Regions from separate parts of the Mus musculus genome. Here all the other regions are linked to region 2. Evidence: chromatin contacts called from public HiCAR-type and HiChIP or PLAC-seq data. All regions are on one chromosome and are shown on one strand. The core of a region is the stretch at or near the end of the contact, and the rest is flanking DNA. Distances in the headings are between cores, read along the strand shown.

What was found. HiCAR-type assays count read pairs that join an accessible place to other places. HiChIP or PLAC-seq counts read pairs in DNA pulled down with a chosen protein or histone mark.
Region 1: an H3K27ac HiChIP or PLAC-seq map of embryonic stem cells shows a contact between it and region 2, with 10 read pairs. The contact joins the enhancer-like site here to the promoter of Dppa4 in region 2. A contact is called at or near these places in 4 of 39 promoter capture datasets (embryonic stem cells and stem cell-derived epiblast-like cells), 3 of 484 Hi-C or Micro-C datasets (all in embryonic stem cells) and 7 of 115 datasets of contacts at active chromatin or transcription factors (all in embryonic stem cells).
Region 3: a HiCAR-type map of embryonic stem cells shows a contact between it and region 2, with 2.9 times the contacts expected there. The contact joins the enhancer-like site here to the promoter of Dppa4 in region 2. A contact is called at or near these places in 3 of 39 promoter capture datasets (hippocampal neurons and liver), 7 of 484 Hi-C or Micro-C datasets (cerebral cortex, embryonic stem cells, liver and 2 more), 2 of 115 datasets of contacts at active chromatin or transcription factors (both in embryonic stem cells) and 1 of 9 other capture datasets (pancreatic islet).

Annotation. Positions count from the first base shown.
Region 1 is chr16:48,609,652-48,612,351 of GRCm38.p6, forward strand. It overlaps Morc1 (microrchidia 1), which reads left to right. Exons shown (of 27, transcript NM_010816.1): 21 at 2,638-2,700. The region is part of intron 1 of Gm41458 (a long non-coding RNA gene); the gene reads right to left. Among named protein-coding and RNA genes, the nearest start is that of Gm41458, 2.8 kb to the right of the region's middle. Within about 2 kb of position 1,345, at least 4 of the 459 cell types and tissues checked have an H3K27ac peak or open chromatin away from gene starts, as enhancers often do. A contact at or near this core is called in embryonic stem cells, where this site is marked.
Region 2 is chr16:48,282,485-48,285,184 of GRCm38.p6, forward strand. It overlaps Dppa4 (developmental pluripotency associated 4), which reads left to right and starts at 1,251. Exons shown (of 7, transcript NM_028610.2): 1 at 1,251-1,357. The coding sequence starts at 1,334.
Region 3 is chr16:48,561,216-48,563,915 of GRCm38.p6, forward strand. Morc1 (microrchidia 1) reads left to right here. Exons shown (of 27, transcript NM_010816.1): 16 at 320-425. Among named protein-coding and RNA genes, the nearest start is that of Gm41458, 51 kb to the right of the region's middle. Within about 2 kb of position 1,331, at least 14 of the 459 cell types and tissues checked have an H3K27ac peak or open chromatin away from gene starts, as enhancers often do. A contact at or near this core is called in embryonic stem cells, where this site is marked.

The sequences.
Region 1 (2,700 bases), core at 95-2,594, 330 kb after region 2:
TGCAGCAGGGAGCCATGTTGATGTCTGTGGTTTGTACTGCCACCAGAGATCCTGCTGAGGTCTGTGGTGTGTGATGATGCTGGAGACCATGTGGAAGTCGTGATCCATGCTTCTACTGGGCTGTAAAGGGTAATGGAGCAAATTTTGCCATGGTATCGATGACTGCAGACTCACAGTTGAGAGAGGGATGTAGAAGGCTTCTATGACAACCCCTATCCCCGTTCTACAACCCACCCCCCAAAAGTAACAGCCTAGGAAGGAAACTGTTAAAGACAACTCTTAAAAATTGTGATAAGGACATTGAAGTGTGTCTTTCCACAGTTGAGGGCTTTTGGCAGGGATGCATGTGGGGAAGGACTCAGGGTTTTTGTTTTTTGTTTGTTTGTTTGTTTCTTTTGTTTTCTTCTTCTTCTTCTTCTTCTTCTTCTTCTTCTTCTTCTTCTTCTTCTTCTTCTTCTTCTTCTTCTTCTTCTTCTTCTTCTTCTTCCCCTTCTCCTCCTCCCCCTTCTTCCTCTTCCCCCTTCTTCCTCTTCCCCTTCTCCTCCTCCTCCTCCTTCTTTCTCCTCCTCCTCCTCCTCCTCCTCCTCCTCCTTCTTTCTCCTCCTCCTCCTCCTCCTCCTCCTCCTCCTCCTTCTTCTTCTTCTTCTTCTTCTTCTTCTTCTTCTTCTTCGAGGTAATAAGAGTTTGGGTGGACCTGGGAGGACTCAAAAGTAAGTAAGCTTTGGGTGCATGGTGTAAAATTCCCAAATAATCAATAAAAATATTATGCTGGAAAAAAAGGAGCACTCACAAGAAGTGTTCTTTGCTGGGAATAGTGCCAGTTTTCTTCAGATTAGATGCTTCCTCTGGACAAGGGCTTGTCTTATCATAAGCCAAGTCACCAAGGAAAATCGATACACATGAACAGACTCATCACACATTAAAGTGCTGATATTCAAAGACATGCAAAGTTTTCCTGAGATTGTCTTACAGTCACTCCTAACTGCTATGGAAATTTTGCTACTTATAACCTGCTCAAAGCTATTTAGTCCAAATATAGAGAAGCTTAGTATCATGTAGCTTTTCTTTATACAGCAGAGAAAACTATTAATTTTATGAGGTGTCAGAAATATAGGAAGGCATACATTTGAAAGTCACTCTCAAGATTTTCACAAAATGAACTTCAGAAATATGCATTTTCATTTCTTTTCCTGGAAAATTCAGATAGTTGCAATGTAAACATGAACATATTCTAACTGCACCACAGTAGCTGAAAAACGACTGTTTCCCCTGCCTGGGAGGCTCTACTTTCTGTTTGAATGGAAAAGCCAAGGGCAATGATGGGCAGCTATAGTTATTCAGTTGCTAGGCTACAGGTGTGCCTATTAACCTGCCTTGAGACAGTGCTGGTTTCCAAAGTGTGCAGGAATCCACTGTTGTTTCCTGGTAGAGGGGGAAAGGCAGTTTGACTTCTCTTCTGGCCATGTTTGGTTAGAGGTGTGTATGGCTGAGGAAGGCTAAGGAAACTCTCAGAATGAAGAATCTTAAGGAAACAAGCTGCCTCTGCAGGTGTCCATGGGGTGGGGGTGGGGTCCCCAAAACAAAAGACAGGGCAGAACCTTGGCTTCTTTCTATTTTCTCAATCTTTTACGTCATTAATTTTTTAAAAAAAATATTTATTGTTTTATGTTTATATGAGTACACTGTTGCTGTCTTCAGATACTCCAGAAGAGGGCATTAGATCCAATTACCGATGGTTGTGAGCCACCATGTGTTTGCTGGGAATTGAACTCATGACCTTTGGAAGAGCAGCCAGTGCTCTTAACCGCTAGCCCAAGTCATTAATTTTTTAACTGCTTATTTTTCTACCTTGATAAAATTTACAACATATTTAAAGGCATCATACTGAGTTTCTTTTTTTTCCTTGAAGGTCACATTCAAATTCATCTCCCCTTTCCCCATGCCCCTCCCCCTTCCCTGTGCTCCTCCCACTTCTCTGTGCCCCTTCCCCTTCTGCATGCCCCTCCTCTCATCTATGGAGCTGTCTTCTGGAAATGTAAATTTGTTTCCATTGAGCCCTGTCCATGGGACTCCGGAGAATTCCCAGTGTGATGTTAGGTAGGTGAGGTTTACAATTTAATTTAAGGAATGTTATTCCTCACCCTGACTTTACAAACATCCTTCATAGAGATCTGCCTGCATCTGAAGCTGGAGCACTAGAATTAAAGGTGAGCCCCACAGCAGCCAGCAACCTCCATTTCTTGCACCGATGCTGAGCTCCTACTTTGTCTTAGCTGTGTGATGAACCTCACCCAAACTACACATTTATTGCCAGTGAATCGAATACTTGACTCACTTGCTGCAGCCTCTGTTACAGCCACATGTAAGATCAATTTCAGAAATAAATAGGTCATTTTAAAAGTCTATAGAGATACTAGGAATGAGTGTAGAGTCTCAAAGATGGTCATTCTGGAGGGGCTCACCACCATAGCCGTCTCCAGTGACTGTTCACTGCCTCAAAAACCTGACCATAGTTTGGTGCTGATTTACTTATGATCTGCCGCCTGTGATGTGGATGCTGCGTTTTCAAGGCTTGGCTCCGCTCTGTCATATGTCCTATGTGCTTGCACAATTTTAAATGTAGAACTTGTTTTTCAGGTTTGGGATCAAAGCAGCACCAAGGTCTCACTGAAACAAGAAGAAGAGGAGGAAGTTCCCCTC
Region 2 (2,700 bases), core at 1-2,500:
AAAAAAAAAAAAAAAAAGGGCTGGTGAGATGGCTCAGTGGGTAAGAGCACCCGACTGCTCTTCCAAAGGTCCAGAGTTCAAATCCCAGCAACCACATGGTGGCTCACAACCATCCATAACGAGATCTGACTCCCCCTTCTGGAGTGTCTGAAGACAGCTACAATGTACTTCCATATAATAAATAAATAAATCTTTAAAAAAAAAAAAAAAAACAGTTGGCAGATAGAAAGTTACAGTTTTGAACCAGGCTCGGTGGCCTGAATTCCAGCCCTGGGGAAGCTAGAAGATCAGAAATTCAAGCCCTGGCCAGGTGTGGTGGGGTACACCTTGAATCCTAGCAGTCAGGAGGATGAGACAGGAAGACCTCAGTATGCTGCAGGTCCGTGGAGACTTCAAAAAAGGAGGGTTGGATGGGGAAGAATTAAAAGAGTTGTAATTTTATGGGCTGGGATTGTAGCTCAGTGGTAGATTGATTGGTGCACAGAAACAAAGCCCAGGGTGAGCCCTGAAACCACCAAAACAATGCAACCCCCACCCCCTGCCATCTCATGGAAAAGGATTTCTGGAGCAACTGGGTTGTTTTCATTCCTGTTCAGGATGCTAATTCCATTAGATAAATTTGCAGTCTTTTCAGAATTCTCTAGGAACTTCACTTTCCCTTAGCAATATTTAGGTTCTTTCTTTCTTTCTTTCTTTCTTTCTTTCTTTCTTTCTTTCTTTCTTTCTTTCTTTCTTTCTTTCTTTCTTTCTTTCTTCCTTCCTTCCTTCCTTCCTTCCTTCCCTTTTTTTTTTTTTTTTCTTTTTTCTAAGATAGAGTCTCACTATGTAGACTAGGCTGACCAGGAGCTCAGAGAGATCCACCTGCCTCTGCATCTCTAATGCTGGGATTAAAGGTGTGTGCTGCCACGCCCAGCAATAATTACAGTTTTAAATATCCCAGATCTACAGTTGCCAGGAGCAGGGGGTAGCAGCTCACACCTCTAAATCGCAGTATTCCGGAGGTTGAGACAGTACAATATACAAAGCGCATTTCTGGCCAGGCAAAGAAATGATAAACTCTGCCTCAAAAACAAAACAAAACAAAACAAACAAAAAAAAATTCGAGGAAACAAGCCTAATAATTAAACCACACAAAAGGGGATTTTATTAAAATCAGCCACAAAAGGAGATTTTAGCATCACAATTTTGTTGAGGGTGGGACCAGAAGGGGAGGGGAACGGAAGAGGGCCTCAAGACAACAGGAAGTAGGAGGAGATTTTGAAAAGCCGGCTGAGGTCAGAGGTCTTTTGGAAGCTGGGAGAACTTTCTTTCGGAGGATTCATCTATTCTCAAGATGGAGACTGCTGGAGACAAGAAGGTGAGAACTGTTTTTACAATTTGGCTTTCCAAATGAGGGCCCCTCATTTTTGAGTATAGCCAGCCATTGTTTGGAGAAGAGAAGAATGAGCGTTACAATTTGTTACAACCTTAATTGTTTTTTTAAAAAAAATTATTATTTAAAGGCAGGTGTGTGGCTTGGCGGGCCCGCTCGAAGTGGCCTTGCGCGAGACCCTGGGGCCCGGGTGTAGATGTGTTAGGAGAGGAGGGTGTGTTTTGGAAGGAATGCTTTGTTAGGAAGGAATTTAGAATCCCGTAGCTGGTCCCGGGATAAAACAGGGTATAAACTGAGGCTTTGGGTAGCCTCGGAAGGAGTCCCCAGTTAACCTGAGAGGACCCGAGGGCTTAACCCAAAAGTGCCTGCTACAGGGCTTCCAGGCCCCTTAATTTATCCATAGGCCCTCAGAATCTATGAATTTTGACATGGCAGACCTGCTGGTTCCTAACTGTAGTAGCCAGGATAGGATGCTGAGCACTTTCCTGGACTCCTCCCCAAGAAACCGCCAGCCATTTTCATCTTTCTTTATTGTAAGAATTTTGTTAAGTCCTAAAGTGAATCCTTTATAAAGAGGTTGTGCAAAAGTAAATCTTAGTCCTTGGGAAGCCGGTCCCTATTGTGATGGGAGAGAACTGAGGTGTCAAGTAACAGGAAATGCTAAATTGTCACTTCCACAATTGCGGGGGTGGAGGAGGGGGGGGGTGGAAAAGACCTAGGTTTTGGAGCTAAGTGACCTGGTGGTTTTACTTATTTATTTAGTGAGTTATTGTTTTGTTTCTCTGTAGTCCTGGGTACCCGGGACTCGCTCTGTAAACCAGGTTGGTTTGCCTCCCGGGTGCCACCCTCTCTTTTCTTTCTGAAACAAGGTTTCTCTGTAGCCCTGGCTGTCCTGTAACTCACTCTTGTAGACCAGGCTAGCCAGGAACTGAAGAGATTCGCCTTCCTCTGCCTCCCGAGTGCTGGGATAAAGGCATGTGCCATGACCACCTGGCTTTAATAAGCTTTTAACTTTTGGCCCTCCATGTTGAAAATACAGTAGTGGTTCTGAAGTTATATAAAGATTAAATGAGGCAAGGAGTGTGTTTAGTCGTGTATATGCTGGAAGAGGCTTAATATTTGTTAGGTTTTTTTTTTTTTTTTTTGGTGTGTGTGTGTGTGTGTGTTTCTTTCTGTGCTTAGGGATTTTTTTGTTGTCGTTGTTGTTGTTCCCTTAATTAAACTGAATATTTATTATCCATCCTCAGCAATAAAAGGGAGAGGGACCCCATTCTTATGGAGTTTAAAATCAGATGGAATTAATTGACACATGGAAATGAGGTAACATG
Region 3 (2,700 bases), core at 81-2,580, 280 kb after region 2:
GGATCTGAATGGAAAGTGGAATGGATGGGAGTGGGCTGGACACTATGGGAGTCAAGAGGGAGAGGGTGGTCTAGCGAGGTTCCTTGCTCACAAGTAATAGCAACCAGTCTGGAGGGAGCTGGAGCAGTCACGATGATGATTGCACATTTCTAGATGAGCTTTGCATATAGCTCCTGGAAGGCAGAAATAGACAGTCAACAGGCACGGGGTGTGTGCTCAAAGGGCCACTGCTTCGGGTGTGGCTGAACTGACTTGTTTGTTTGTTTGTTTGTTTGTTTAAATAGATTCATTTCTTTTGTGTTTTTGTCTTAATGGTCAGATCTTTGTCTCAAATGGAGAGTCCTGCCTTCCTCTTCCAATTACCAGGAAAAAGGATTACCTGACCTATGGATTTGTGCCAGTAATCCCAACAACCTGGAAAACAGGTAAGTGTTGAGTAATTCTCCAAAAATTCTCTTGTCAATGTAAAATTCCTAAGGTATCCCTTATAAACCTTGAAAGTGTCAGTTATAGAGAGATTTTTACCTTAGAGGCCCATTTCTCTTTAAAGCCTTTGTAAACTCCTTGGCTATCTATGAGAATATTGTTGGTTAGTATATTTTTCTATTGATTTAAACTGATCTGGCCGGGCGGTGGTGGCGCACGCCTTTAATCCCAGCACTTGGGAGGCAGAGGCAGGTGGATTTCTGAGTTCGAGGCCAGCCTGGTCTACAGAGTGAGTTCCAGGACAGCCAGGGCTACACAGAGAAGCCCTGTCTCAAAACAAACAAACAAAAAACAGATCTGCTATCACAAAGCACAGGGCCTCATGTGTGTGGGCCTTCCACCTAGCAGGAAGCCTTGGCCTCCTGAGCTGCATCTCCCATCCATGCACACAAGCCAACAACTTGCTCTTACAGGAGTGTTCCTGAGAGGGTGTGTCCAGCAGCTCTAAGCTGTTAGAATATATGATTTAAAAAAAAATTAAGTCATGTATTGATTCCATTATTTTATATGCTAGAGGAAAAAGTTCAGACTAAACAGGAAAAAGGGCTGATTAAATATTGATGGCTGTCGAGCCCTTTTAGACTAATATCCTTTCTCTAGGGAAGGGAGTTAGTATTCCTTTTTAATAGAGGCATCTTCGCCCCACCCCAGCACTGCTTTCTCTGTACAATCTCCTCTATGTCCTTAGAGCTAAAGAGTAAAGGGATCACTTTTACTAATGTGGACCCGAGAGTAATCCCTCTTCTTCAAGTATGTTTATCCAGCTCTGAAGACTAACCCCCCGGGAAGCTGCCTTTCACAGCTTTCTTTACTTCCATTGTCCCGTGACCCTGAACTAGCATGCTCTCGCCCTCATCCCTTAGCAACTAGGGATGCCTCACAAAGCATTGCAGAATCATCCTCAAGACCACATTAACTTTGTCCCTTTTACGCATCCAGATAATTCCACTTGCAAGGAGAGGCAAGACAAATTTAGTTGTGTTGACAGAAAATTGATGGACTCTGAAACTATAAATACCAGAAAGTGCTTCTATTTCTTGTTCCCCGAAGTCCCTGAACCTTTCAACACAATGGCATAATACTGACCATCTGTATGTCATCCCCACTGAACAGATTATAATAAAATATGCAGAAAACAGCAGCAGGAGGCTTAGCAAGATGTAAGAGCATCTAATTGGGAGCAGACGCTTCCTGCATAGGGAACTCACAGTCTGTTGTGTGGATACGATGACTCCTGGGGGAAGACTGGGAATCAGTCCTGTGACCTCACTCAGTCCTCTGATTCAGCGTCGCAGTCTGGACCTACCTTCATGAAAAGTGGGGATTGATGTCTGCCAGGAGACCTATGCACTGTTGAGTTTAGATGATAGAATCATATAAAATAAACTCATATAAACAAACCTGATATGGTTGTGTATTAGGGCATGTTCTGTGAGAACAAGAACTGTCAAGAGTCTTGAGAGTAGACAAGGTATTGCCTAGAGTCCCAGAGCCTACAGTTGGTGGTCCAAAATGGCTTCCTAGTAGCCACCAAAATCAATGCTAGTGGATGGCGTTTGAATGAACAATGGTCTATGAAACAGAACTTGAGACAGAAACACCCCTTTTGTAAACACAAAAGCTTACCCTTCCATCTTCATAAAAGTCCTGTGAACTCATTCCATCCCTAAGAGGAGAAAGCACAGATACCCAGAAGGCTTTAGTGACCTGCTGGCGATTCTCCCTTCAAGCTGAACTTGAAGCAGAGAGTCTGTAATAGAACATCCTATGGAACTCAGTTCCACTTTACATGCATTTAATGATTAAAACCATCTTACCCATTGTAGTATTCAGGGCCAGCAGCCTGGACAAACTAACATAGAGCCAGTTTTGTTGAGGCTACTGAAGTCTTGTTTGTTTTCTGGTTCAAGCACAGAGGGAAACTACATTTTTGTTACAATCTCTGAGAAATAGCTGTCAGCACGCTCCCATTATATTCATGATATGCATTCATCTGTATTGAATGCAGGGATCACCAGCGGGGTAAAAATGATGCCTGTATTTGGCTGAAGCAAAGTCTCCTCTGTTTCAGAAAGGATGCAAAATACATAGAGGTTGTACTGCATATTAAAATTGTCCAAAGATCTTTGAAGGTAGACAGTTGCGTGTGCTTCATTTTAATAAAATACTTCCTTTCTCTGTTCTGAATAAAAACTTAACATGGCCAGGAGGTTC